3 separate regions of the Mus musculus genome follow, and regions 1 and 3 are each linked to region 2. The links are chromatin contacts, called in public HiChIP or PLAC-seq and promoter capture Hi-C maps. All regions are on one chromosome and are shown on one strand. Each heading gives the region's core, a stretch centred on a gene start, on an enhancer-like site or on the middle of the called end of the contact. The rest is flanking DNA. Distances are from core to core; before and after follow the strand shown.

What was found. HiChIP or PLAC-seq counts read pairs in DNA pulled down with a chosen protein or histone mark. Capture Hi-C pulls out chosen DNA fragments and counts their contacts.
Region 1: a promoter capture Hi-C map of liver shows a contact between it and region 2, with 4 times the contacts expected there. The contact joins the promoter of Urod here to the promoter of Mob3c in region 2. A contact is called at or near these places in 3 of 39 promoter capture datasets (liver and pre-B cells) and 1 of 9 other capture datasets (liver).
Region 3: an H3K27ac HiChIP or PLAC-seq map of embryonic stem cells shows a contact between it and region 2, with 4 times the contacts expected there. The contact joins the promoter of Trabd2b here to the promoter of Mob3c in region 2. A contact is called at or near these places in 2 of 39 promoter capture datasets (cranial neural crest and hippocampal neurons) and 1 of 115 datasets of contacts at active chromatin or transcription factors (embryonic stem cells).

The regions. Positions count from the first base shown.
Region 1 is chr4:116,992,791-116,997,135 of GRCm38.p6, reverse strand. Urod (uroporphyrinogen decarboxylase) reads left to right here and starts at 2,723. Exons shown (of 10, transcript NM_009478.4): 1 at 2,723-2,805; 2 at 3,439-3,551; 3 at 3,669-3,748; 4 at 3,826-3,888; 5 at 4,113-4,310. The coding sequence starts at 2,786. Hectd3 (HECT domain E3 ubiquitin protein ligase 3) reads right to left here and starts at 1,802. Exons shown (of 21, transcript NM_175244.4): 1 at 1,365-1,802; 2 at 1,029-1,189; 3 at 683-775; 4 at 469-604; 5 at 107-222; 6 at 1-18. The coding sequence starts at 1,733.
Region 2 is chr4:115,826,030-115,829,924 of GRCm38.p6, reverse strand. It overlaps Mob3c (MOB kinase activator 3C), which reads right to left and starts at 1,845. Exons shown (of 4, transcript NM_175308.5): 1 at 1,684-1,845.
Region 3 is chr4:114,404,464-114,408,895 of GRCm38.p6, reverse strand. It overlaps Trabd2b (TraB domain containing 2B), which reads right to left and starts at 2,172. Exons shown (of 7, transcript NM_001085549.1): 1 at 1,977-2,172; 2 at 1-3. The coding sequence starts at 2,078.

The DNA.
Region 1 (4,345 bases), core at 1,474-3,973, 1.2 Mb before region 2:
ACTGTGAGTAGCAGCTTCCTGAGGACCCAGAGTATGTATCTGAATGAGTCTCTAGGCACCCGCAGCACATGGCTCATCCACCCTGTCATGCCCAGAGCCCACTCACTTGACAATTGTGCCTTTCTTCATGGTAAGCCGTACCCAGTGTTGGCACTGGGACCCATCACTCTCCCAGTAGGTATCTGCGTTGCTATCTGTCAGGCAGGACACATTGAACTCCTCCTAAGGTAAGGGCAGAGAGGTGCTGTCACACTGGGCATGTGTGTTGGGTCAGGGAACAGAAACAGCAGAGTTGGAGTGGGTGTGGGATAGGAAGGGTGTCTGGGGTCCTTAGAGGGGTTCCAAGGGTAGTGGGACTAAGTATGGTCTATGGGGACATGGGTTTGGCCCTAGTTTGGTGATGGGAGTTCTGGACCTAGCATTGAGGGATGTGACTGTATCTAGGCACAGGAGGAGTCCAGTACCCACCGTATAGGAAGAAACATCTATGCTCTCCACATACTGCTTCACACTACCCAGGTTCTCATCTTCTTTGCCCAGGTGGTCATATAAGAAGTGGATCAGGTCCTCGTCGCACTCATATGTCCATGTTGGGGGCACATAGCTAAATAGCCCCAAGCCCCTAATTAGGTTGGATTCAGGCCCTGCTCCCTCCTCTCCCACCCCGTTCCAGATAACTCACAGTAGCCTTTGTATAGCTTCTGTATATGCCTCTGCTGGCTGAGGCCTGGATCCCAGGCGATGTGAATAGGTCAGGTCCACTACCTGTTCCCATCTGTAGGCACAGAGTGGAGTAAATGAGGAGGGAGGTACGGGGAAACAGGACACCACCTTCAGGATCTGGAGCCTTGGAGTTCTAGCTCCAAGCCTAGAAGCCTCATCCCCCTTCAGGTCTCATCTCTGCCAGTTCTTACCCCACCTCCACCCAAATCTCTCTCTCTCACACAACCCAAGGTTTAGATTTTGGTTGTGTTTCGAAACCCTCCGCATCCGCCAGACACCAAATAGCGTCCTTTGAGTTGCAGGACCTGAGCACCGGCCGGTAGTCCACGCCAAATAGCTGCTGCTGCCGCTGCAGGTGGTCGGGAGTGTCAATAGGTACAAGGCGGGCTCCGCCCTCTGCTGGTCGACACACTAGAAGCCAGCCTTCGTCCAGACTACAGTCACTCAGGTGTTCGGCCAGCTGCTCCTGCAGGGACGAGTCAGATGGGGACAGAAATCAACTCAATTGCTCGCCCAGCCCAGCCCGGGGCAAAGAGCACGGAAAGCAATGCCAGCTCATTATGGGATAAGGGGGCGGAACAACCAGGGCTCTGGCTAGATCCAGGGGGTCTTTTGTGGGGTCCCTGCCATCCGGGGCGCACCTTGGTCAACTTCACCCAGAGCCCGTGGCCGTTGCACAGCTCCTCGCCAGTGGTGCGCACACAGGCGCCGCGCCGGAGCTCGATACTGTCACGGGCGGCGCGCAGGGGTCCAGAGCCTGTGCCCGGGGCAGCGCCCACGGCTCCCACACGCAGCCCCAGGCCCTCTGCTTCCCACACGGGCAGCAGCACGCGCGAGGGTCCCGCCGGGTCCTTGTACAGCTTGTAGAGCACTTCCCGCGGCACGAAAGCTAGCGCCGCAGGCAGTGGCAGCCCGGCCCGGAGGCTCCGCGCCGCCTCCGCCAGGAAGCGCACGCGACCCAGGAGCTGCCGCGGGGACTCAAGCGCCGCGCCGGGGCCAGGGCCGGCCATAGCGAAGCCGCTGAAGTGAGACTCGTCCAGGGAAACCCTGGCCGGCCGCAGCCAGGGGACAGCAAGCAGAGCTTCCCACCACACCCGGCCCCACCTCCCACCCTACCTTACCGTATGTTTTAGATTAAATGCACAACCTATTACCACCATAGTGTCAGGTGTTCCTATTTTGTAACCCGCCACCGAGTGCTACTATCCTTGTTCAGTCTTTATTCGACCCACTCTGATGATTTGGAGTCCTGTCTTTGTCTCCCCGTCCCCAACGAATATTACATTTGAAGAAATCTTTTTGTTGTTATTGTGTTGTTTTGTTTCTCTGTGTAGTCCTGGCTGTCCTGGAACTCACTACAGTCTGTAGATCAGGTTAGCCTCAAACTCAAAGATCCTCGCACCTCTACCATCCGACTGCTGGGATTGAAAGCGTGAGCCACCACACCAGGCTTGAGAAATCTTATAAAAATTGTTCAACTATCCTAGGGGGCGTGTGACTAAAATGTTTGGTAGAATGACCCCTTTTCCAGTCACTGATAGGAATGTACAATCGTTCTGGATAGATGCTATTTGTTGTTTCTAATTCCAGGAGACTAATAATCGTTGCCCACTTAAATGCGATTTTGGCTTCCTAGACGATTGCTAGAGCAGTTCCTGTCCTGCTCAGCACTCTTACCACTTCTACAAATTGGTTAGTAGTGTAAATGTAGAGCCTAAAATCTTCGGTTTCTATACAGCTAGACGACATTGTGAGACTCATGGACTGGAGTGAGAGCGAGGCTTGTACTAAGTCTTCTATACCACAGATGAGAAAAGTTTTAACATGTATTGGGAAGTCATTTCTTTGGGGCATTTGCTACTGCGTCGCAACAGTGGACTTTACGGTAAAAAATTGTTTGGGTCCTACGGGCAGCAGGGAGGGCAGCCCCACAGCTGTCACTGGATCGGTCACGTGGTTCTCAATATGGCGCCGCCCAGGGTTCTCTTCAGGAAGGGGCGGGGACTGGGGTGTCGGGGCGGAGCCTCAGATTAAAGCGGAGACCGCTCAGTTACTGTTTACCATGGAGGCGAACGGGTTCGGGTGAGTTTTCTGCTGCACGCGCTTGTGGCTACGTTACTTTCTGATCCGAGTCTTCCAATTCAGGGATATGTCCTTAAACTCTTATTTTTATTGGAGCTCTCCAAGTCTGAACCCAAGTCGCTGAGATTCCAAATCTTGCAGTCATGGAACAGAACCTTTCCCGCTCCCTGCCCCCCCCTCTTCCCGCAGTCTCCATTCCAGGGACTACCGTGCGGGACTGCGTCCCGAGACTTTCTTTCGAGGTGACTCAGAACTTCTAACTAGCACCTGGGACCATCAGCTTTGATCCTTTCTCGTTTTGGGGATCCCAGCTTCTCATGCTTGCCGCTCGGTTCCCCAAATTAACTCCTTTCCCCTAATCCCCTTACTGGATCTTCATTCCACTTCTCTAGTCCCTCCAGTTTCTTTGAGTTTGGGAAAGTGGACAAATGTGTAGGAAAGAGGCCCTAGTGGGGCCCTCCTCCTGGGAGCTTGTGCGCCACTTGATAGAGGGGAGGCGGTGGGCGGGGAGCCATGGTTTGCAAGCTGGTCTGGAGTAGGCAGATAACGGCCTGACTGGACCGGTGCCCTCCCCGAATCCCAGTCTAGCATAATGACATTTACTCCTACCTGTACCTTTCACCTGATCTCCAGACTCCAGAATTTCCCGGAGCTGAAGAATGACACGTTCCTGAGAGCAGCCTGGGGAGAGGAAACAGACTATACTCCCGTTTGGTGCATGAGACAGGCAGGCCGCTACTTACCAGGTCAGGGGCAAAGCTGTGGTCTAGATAAAACCTGAAATTCTAGATGGTGAAGATAGGAGAAGATAGTAACTTTGGAAGACCTTGTGGCTGAGTCCTGTCCTCCATCTCCCCTTGTAGAGTTTAGGGAAACCAGGGCTGCCCAGGACTTCTTCAGCACCTGCCGATCTCCCGAGGCTTGCTGTGAACTGACTCTACAGGTGAGGGCCCCACGAACCAGGGTGGGGTTCATGCCCCCAGTGTGTCTCCTTACTAACCTACTTGCTATTCCCTGCAGCCACTACGAAGGTTTCCTCTGGATGCTGCCATAATTTTCTCTGACATCCTTGTTGTACCCCAGGTACTCAATCCTGATCCTGGATTGTGGACTTTAAAAAAAGAGGGGAGAGGGAGGAAGGCACTCATTGGAAATCCTCTGTCTTGTCAGGTTTAAATACATAACGGGGAAGCGGCAAACGCTAGGGATGGAGTTTGCAGGAGGTTTTAGTCTTTTCTTTGTTGCATACGTTGAACAGAAACCTCTGAGTTCCAGGCTGTGTACCCATATATTTTATCCCCCTTAAGGCATTGGGCATGGAGGTGACCATGGTACCTGGCAAAGGACCCAGCTTTCCAGAGCCATTAAGAGAAGAGCGGGACTTAGAGCGTCTACGGGATCCAGCAGCAGCGGCTTCAGAGTTAGGCTATGTGTTCCAAGCCATCACCCTTACTCGACAACGGCTGGCCGGACGTGTGCCACTAATTGGCTTTGCTGGTGCTCCGGTAATGCGGCCAGGGGTGTGGATGGGAGCATGGAG
Region 2 (3,895 bases), core at 596-3,095:
TAAGGCATTTCTGAGGCCTCCGCTTTCCTTTGGCCTCCCCATTACTGATTGATTGTTACAGATTCTCTCACTCTGCCTTTCAATTCCACAGCCTACCTTTCCTGACCCACCGGCCTCCAGCAGCCACCCTGGGATTCTTCTTGATCCCTAAACATGTCCTCACTGTCCTGCCTGTGTGTCTTTTGCTGGTCAGTTTCTGTTTTCTCTTTCTATCTGACCGAATGATCCCTTCTTTGGCAGCTTCCTCCAGATCCCAACCTTGTGTGTGGCTTCTCTGACTGCTTGTTCCTACCCCTCTCCGTCAGGACTTAAGTTGGTGGCTAGGCTTTAGCTTAGACTCTAGAGTCTTAGAGTTGGCTGGGGAGATGTCTCAGTGGGTAAACTTGCCTGAGTTTGATTCTTGGGACCAACATGGTGGAAGGAGAGCACTCCCACAAACTGTCTCTGACCTCCACATGTGCACTGTAATGCGCACATAAATGTGTGTGTTCCCGAGCTCATACGTGCATGCATGAGCAAGTGTGTGGACACACATAAATAAATGTAATTAAGTTTTGAAAGTAAATCTTGCCTCTCAATAAATGAAAAGTGAGGGGGAAAGAACTGATATCAGCTCTGGGCCTCCATCTCTGCATGCCCATCTTCATATACCCACAGCACCACACACACACACACACACACACACACACACACACACATACACACACACGTTGGGATAGCTGAGAGGTCAAGTGGTACGTCCCACATGAACAGATGGCGAAACTGAGGCCTAGGAGGAGGATTTGAGGAGCCTGAATTTGCACAGCAAGTTAGAAGTAGGGGACTGGTATAAAAAGGGACTCAGCCTATGACAAGGTACAAAGTGTCCCTTTCCTGCTGTCTGGCCACTGGCCTGATATAGATAATTGTGAAGGAAGGGAGTAGAGAGGCCCCACCTCCTTAGTATAGAACTTTAGGCCCCAGGACTTTTCCTAGAAAGAGTAAACTTGGAGGTGAGTACGGAAGGTAAGCTAAGAGGGCATCCCGTCTGTTAGCACTATCCTCTCCCAGCCTCACACGGAGCCTCTCTTCCTCTTCCCTGTGGACCCCCCACTTTAATTACTAGGTAGGTGGTCAGTGGTTTGCTTACTCCGTGACCAAGCATTTAATCTTCCTAGATGAAGAGCACAGGCTGACTGACACTGCCTGTTTGTCTTACCTCGTCCCCTGCCAGGGACACACCTGCTCCTTCCTTAGTCTGGCTTAGAATCAGCCAGAAGATGGTCCCAGTTTGAACTCAGAATCTAGCCTAGCACGCCCTGCGGGACAAGATCTAAGTTTGAGATTCTCAGAGAAAGAGGGAGCGACAGACGCAGCGCTGTCCAGCCAGACCCGCCCCTACCTCCCGCGAGCTCCTAAGAACCTCCCCTTAGCTTCAGCTGTTAGGGCCAAACAGGTCCTAGGACCCAGAGGAGCCAGCCTGACATTTCCGCTCCTGAAGACACGCCCCCCACCACCGCCAGCTACCGCCACCCCCACCCCGGACTTCGGACACTGAGAGCCTCGGACCCTGGGCTGAGGACTGTGGCCAGCCTGCTTTTGGGCCGGAGTCGCTTCCAGAAGGTGCCACGCGAGGACCAAGAAGAACTAAAAGTGGAAGCAAGACTGGGCCCTGGGGGGCGCGGAGACGCGGCGCTCACTCACCCGCTCCGCCTGAGTGGACAGCTCCGGGTCTCTGTCCCTGCGGCCACACCGCAACGCGCCGGTCGTCCTCCGGCCTGTGATCCCGCCGTGCGGGTCTCAGCGTCTACCCACCAGTCTGATCTGGGCCGCGGCCGCCGTCCCGCCGCCAGTGCTCGAGGAGACGCCAGCTCCGCCCCAGGCTCAGCCACGCCGCGGCCACGGGGCGGGGAGGGGCGGGGAAAGGGACTCCCCCGTCCCAGGATACTTACTCTTCTCTTTAGCCTTTCCGGGAAGTGGGAAGTCCGATCGGGCTCGCTGTCTCCCCGAGGGCAAAGGACTAACTGAGGAGCCGCCCCAAAGGACCGCCTGGATCTTCCCTAAGGAGATAGCCTCAGATTCATAGGCTGTAGAATGGGAACAAGTTTAGCTTCCGCCTGAAGCAGAAAGAAAAACCGCTGTGGTTTGAATGGTTTCCTAGCCCTCCTGCAGTTATCTGAGCTTCACTTGTCTTTGAATTCAATAAAAGTTCCTAGCAGCCAATGTGTTCAGCTTCAGTCCACTGCCATACAGAGCAACTCAAAACCCACCACTGGAGGCTGCTGCTGGTGGATGGCGCATGTCTTTAATTTCAACACTAGCGAGGTAGAGGCAGGCAAATCTTTGAGTTCCAGGCTGCTAGCCAGCCAGGCTAGCCAGGGCTAGGTGGTAAGATGGTCTCTCTCTCTCTTAAAAACAAAACAAAACAAAACAAAACAAAACAAAACAAAACAAAACACCAAAACCAAAACCAAACCAAACCAAACCAAAACAACCAAACACTTAAATGAATAGCACACGTATGGGAGCCGTGGACTGGGTCAGTCCAGACAGAAACATTCCCAAAGAATGTTCAAAGAAGACCTCGCCTTCCTTGCACCTGGTTCTGGTTCTGTAGACTCTCACACCATCCAAAGTTACCCATTTCCTATCTTCCTTTGTCTCTGTTGTTCTTTAGAATGGCTTCTCTCCCAGCCTGTTCCATCTGGCTCCAAACCTTTGCATACTTGATCTACACTACCCACTCTTCTACCTAGATTCCTCCCCTGGAAACAGGCTGCTATCCCACATCAGTGCTCAATGCATACCATGGCTTGGCCCCAGGAACCTGTCTGCAGGATCTGCCTAGGGTGAGGAGGTTGAAGACAGAGTTCTACTAGGTGAGTGCTATGGTTAACCTTCATTGTTAGCTTCACTAGCTTCGGAACTACCAAGGAGTCGCCTCTCTGGGAGTGTGTATTCCCAAGGGGTTGTTTAACTGAGGAGGACTGGCTCTCCTTGAATGTGTCTCCTGCCATCCTGAACTAAACTAACAGAAAGGTGGGTGAGGGTGGGGGAGCCAATAGAGCACAGGTGTCCATCCACCTCCATTTCTTCACCACTGTTCCAGACTCTTGCTGTCACAGCTTAGAGCCTGTCTTGACATACTTTCCCTACCATGGTGGACTGCACTCTCAAACTGTGAGCCAAAACAAAAAGCTTTTCCTTAGTATTTTGTTACAGCATAAAAAGTAAGTACCACAGAAGGCCAAGGCAGGCAGCTGGGCTGCCGAAGACATCCCGGAGGACATGAAAGCGAGAAGGAGTGACTGCGGAGACATTGGAGCCTGAGGCTTTATACTGAGACACAACTGCTCCATTGGATTCCCTGGCTCTGGGTCTGCTTTCTCAACCACATGAGAACACACTTAGATCCTTAAGAATTTTAGGTTAGGGGTTGGATAGATGGCTCAGCCGTTAAGAGCACTGACTGCTCTTCCAGAGGTCCTGAGTTCAATTCCCAGCAACCACATGGTGGCTCAAAACCATCTGACACCCTTTTCTGGTGTGTTTGGAAAGAGCAATGGTGTACTCATATACATAAAGTAAATAAATCCTCTTTAAAAAAGAATTTTAGGTTAGAACTGAGGACTCATCTTTGACTAGGGGCTTCTCTCTATCTTCCTCTCTTTCTCTCTTCCTTTCTTTTAAATTTATTTATGTATGAGTGCTCTGTTGCATGTACACATACATGCAAGCCAGAAGAGGGCATCAGATCCCTTTATAGATGGTTGTGAGCCACCATGTGGGTACTGGGAATTGAACTCAGGACCTGTGGAAGAACAGTCAGTGCCCTTAACCACTAAGCCCTCTCTCCAGCCCCGTAAGGACTTATTTCTTCTCCAGCATAAAATTTCTTATAAACTTTTACATGTTG
Region 3 (4,432 bases), core at 923-3,422, 1.4 Mb after region 2:
CTGCTACATGGAGAGAGAAGAAGAGAGGCAGATCAGTGAGGCCAAAGGCAGCAGGGCAGAGCCAGGGTTGGCACTGAGAGATTGCAGGGGTAGATGGGGCCAGAAGGCAGAGGCCCGCTGGCAAGGGCTTTCCAAGCTAAAAGTTCCACATTCAAATGCTGGCTTTGTCCTTTCTTAGTTGGATAATTTGTAGTATATCATTCTACTTCCCAGACTCAGTTTCCTCTTCTGCAAAATGGGGGTGAGAATGGGAGTTATTGGTAGGAGTGAAAAACAGAACATACATATCTGAAGCCCTCAGAGTGGTGCCAGGCACGGAGGAAGTGGGCAACGAAAGGAGGCTCTCTTTATGACTAGCTTTCACTGTGAAAGCCAAGGGCTGCCACACCACCTGAGAACATTCATGCTTGGCCAAGCCAAACCTTCACCAGGGTGTTTCATGTGTAGGGTGGGGGGGGGGGGACCAAGAGTCCTGCTCTGGCAAGAAAAGAGGAAGTCATATAACTTTTAAATACAGCCATTAGAAGACACATGCCAAGAGTACTCTGAAAGCAGAACACCTATTAAAAATAGCACACCTATTTCAGCAGCTCCTTCCCGTTCATCGGGTGGGTAAGGCTTTCTTCTTGGAGGGCAGGTCACGGGTGTTAGCTACTTTGCTCCACTCACTGAGACCATAGGTGAGAAAGGGTTTTAAAATCTTGCAAAGCCAAAGCAAGTCTCAGTTGCTGGTGTGGGAGGAGAGGATTTCATAGAATTAACCCCAGGAAGCATACATATTCTGGGTGCTTTCTAAACTCCCCCCACCAAAAAGGTGAGCCTAGCTCTCCATTTCCAAGTCTGTCTTTGTCTGTGACCTAGGCACACACTATGGTTGTTTTTTCCAGTATCAATTAGGATTTGGAAAGAAACAGGAGTAGGGGACTATCTCCCAAGCAAAGTCAGTTTCCATCTAGAAAAGTCCCTGGAGTGACCACTGACCACTTAACAAACTTTAGGTCAACTCATAACATATTCCTCCCTGATTCTGGCACAAATGAAAAGTATTTATTGTGGGTGGTGGACACAGAACCATAGTTTACCAACAAACCTTACAAATGTGAATGCACAATAGACAGTGCCTACCAGCTATCCAGCTGGTTTCTTGCACAAGGCAGACTGCTAGCTGTGCACCTTGCCCAAGGCCAACCTATGCCCTGCTAATAGGGTAGCACAGGAAGATCCTGCAACAGTATTCTCGTCTCCTGGCATCTAGTTCAGGATGATTGCCAACGCATTAATCTATATTTGAAGATAAGGGCATTGCAGGAAAAAATATCAAGAGATGCCGGGTTTGGAGAGGAAAGTTGGGAGAAGCAATAATTACTTGGTGCCCTTAGGAAAATATTAGACAAGCAAGTTCATCCTGTCATTTCCGTTTCTCTCCTATGATATCTTACCCTTTTCAGGAAACAGGGGCATTTGGGACAATCGGTACTGGGTAGGGTCTGGGGTACAGAGGGAGAGGAGTGAGAATGAGCACCAGGGTTGGAGGATCCAGCCTTAGGTCAGAAAAAGGGTCAAGGAGAGGGAGGGATGCCTGGCCTGGGGCACTGTGTGAATGAAACAGCAAAAGGGTTGGAAGTCAGGGTGTAGAAAAGGGTACTAGGTGTTGGGAAGATGAAGTCAGAAGAAGGCAACCAAAGGGTAAAGGTAGGATAAAAGACAGGAGAGTTAGAAGCGGACACAGAGAGGGGATCCATCCAACCAAGACCAAAAGTCTAGGGGAAACTGTCCGCGAGTGGAGAAGGAACCATCTGGGCTGGGCTCAGACTTGGAGTCCGGGAGGACAGATGCTAGGGAAGGGAGCCCAGGCTGTGCCCAGAGGGCGGAGGTGGAGCGAGTGGGCTGAATGGAGAAGGCTGGTCCCAAACCCTGGCCCCTCAGGCTGGAGTGTCCAGGCAGGCGGGAGAGTGGCAGGGCTGGTGCTCGCTCACCGATCCAGGCGGCCGGCACTGTCCTCCGTCGGGGGGTTGCGGACGGGCGCGGGCGGTGGCAAGGAGGGCGGCTAGCAGCGGCCCCGCCAGGGCGGCGTGCATCCTGCCGGGGCCCGCGGGACGCGGGGGTCCCTCTTGGGCAGCGCCCCCTCAGCAGGGCGGGGAGCCCCCAGCTGGGCACCGAGGATCTTCTGGAGCACAGGGCTCCAGGCGCGAGATGCTGGGAGCCCGCTGGGGCGTGGCTGGATGTCCCTGTCGGACCTGGGGGTCTCTCTGGGGCGGGGCTCCGGTCTGTTGGAAGAGGGGGATCCTCTGGGGCGGGGCCCCTCACCAGGGCGCGCAGCCGGGTTGGCCGAGCCCCGGAATTCTGAGAGCGCGCAGGGGTCCTAGAGCGCGTGGGGGTCCCGGAGCCGCGTCAGGGTCCAGGGGTACGCGGGGCTCCTGGGGCAGTCCTGAGATTCCAGGGTGAGCGGGGGAACTCGGGTTATGCTGGGCACCCGGGGCGCGCAAGGGTCCCAGGGGTGCGCGGCGCTCCAGGGGGCGCGCAGTGGGACAAGTGCGGCAGAGGGCGCGGCGGGGCGGGGGTCTGCTCTGAGGTGCCGGGCTGCCCCCGAGCCCGGCTCAGAGGGGCGGCGGGCGGCCGCGCGGCCGCTGCCCGGGCTCCGCCATGCTGCTCCGCGGCCGGGAGGGAGGGAGAGAGGAGGGCGGGAGAGCGGCGCGGAGCCGGGCCGGGCGGGGGGCTGGGGCCGCCGGGCGGGGGAGGGGAGGACCCGGCGCGGGAGGCGGGGGGCCGGGGCCGCGGCGGGCCGGGCCGGGCCGGGCCGCAGGGAGTCGGAGCGAGCTCGGCGCCCGGGCGCGGCGAGGCGGGGTCTGCCGGGCATGGCAGGCGCTCGCTGGCTCCGCGCTCGCTCTCTCGCTCGTTCCCTCGCACGCGCGCGGAGGGAGGCGAAGCCCGCAGCAGCCACTTCCCAACTTTCCAAACTTCCCAGCGCAACTTTTTCCTCTCCTCCCCTGCCTGCGCCTCCTCCCTCCTCCCTCTCCTTTCCTCTCCTCTCTCCAGCTCTGCGCCGGGATGTAGCTCCTGAGCGCTACCGCCAGAGGGCGTCTGGCTCAGTGGACCTTGGGTTAAGGTGGAAGTCCAATGGTCAGGCTGAGACAAATTTGGGAACATGGGCCAGTTTCTCAGAGCACATCTGCGAGGCCTGGCGAGAGTAAGCAGTTAACAGGACAGGATTTGTGTAGGCACTTCGAGGTATATCGGAGAATGAGATGGTCACTGGAGATCCAGAAAACGTGGTATTTGCTTACAACGTTTTGTCATGCTGCTGTGCCTAACACCACCACATGTGTTCCTAGGCACTCTGCAAAGACCCACTACATTAAATTAAAACATGTCTAAAGAACATAAAACAATTAGAATTCCTTGGAAGCTCCATTCAGTCAGTCATTCTCCTGTCTGTTTCTCTGGGTGTACACACACACACACACACACACACACACACACACCGCTGTTGTTAAACAAGATTTGCTAAGACTCTATCCTGATATTGGAGGTTAAAGATAAATTGTGTGATATTATCAGAAGTCTATAGCTGACAGACATGATGAGATATGCAAGTAGACAATTAAAATACAATCATAGCAGAAGACCAAGAAAAGGCAGGCAGAGGAAGGGTTCCTGAGGCAGGCTCAATGGACCTCAGGCTAAGAGGTGGAAGTCAGGCTGAGACAAATTTGGGGATATGGGTGAGTTTCTCAGAGCAGATCTGCGAGGCCTAGTGAGCATAAGCAGTCAGCAGGACAGGCTATGGGTAGGCACTTTGAGGTATATCAGAGGTGCCCTGGAGTCAGGGCAAAGCCCTAGGAGATGATCTTTAAGATCTTTAAATCAGCAGTAGCTAATAGAAGGGAGTGAAGTGGCCGGGTGTGGTGGCGCATGCCTTTAATCCCAGCAGCACTCAGGAGGCAGAGGGCAGCCTGGTCTACAAAGTGAGTTCCAGGACAGCCAGGGCTATACAGTGAAACCCTGTCTTGAAAAAAGAAGAAGAAGAAGAAGAAGAAGAAGAAGAAGAAGAAGAAGAAGGAGGAGGAGGAGGAGGAGGAGGAGGAGGAGGAGGAGGAGGAGGAGGAGGGAGTGAAGCAGATGGATCACCTGCTGCCAAGGTATAAAAGTGGGATAAAAGGGCCTTCAAGGGACTGCCTACAGAAAGCAGATGGCCAGAACCTGTGTCATCATGCCAGGCCTGAGAGCATGCCTTTGTATGTATACAGTCATGGGAAGATACTCCAAGATTCAAATTTGCAAGTGGCTAGGTTATATCTTTACTTACAGGGCTCATGATTGAGGGAACAAAGTAGAGGCAGAGTGGCCAGTGGAAGCCAAGGCCTGATCCTAGGCCTTTTGGCTCCCAGCTAAGGGCCCTCCTCCCCTCTCTCCACTCCTGCCTCGGTTGCAC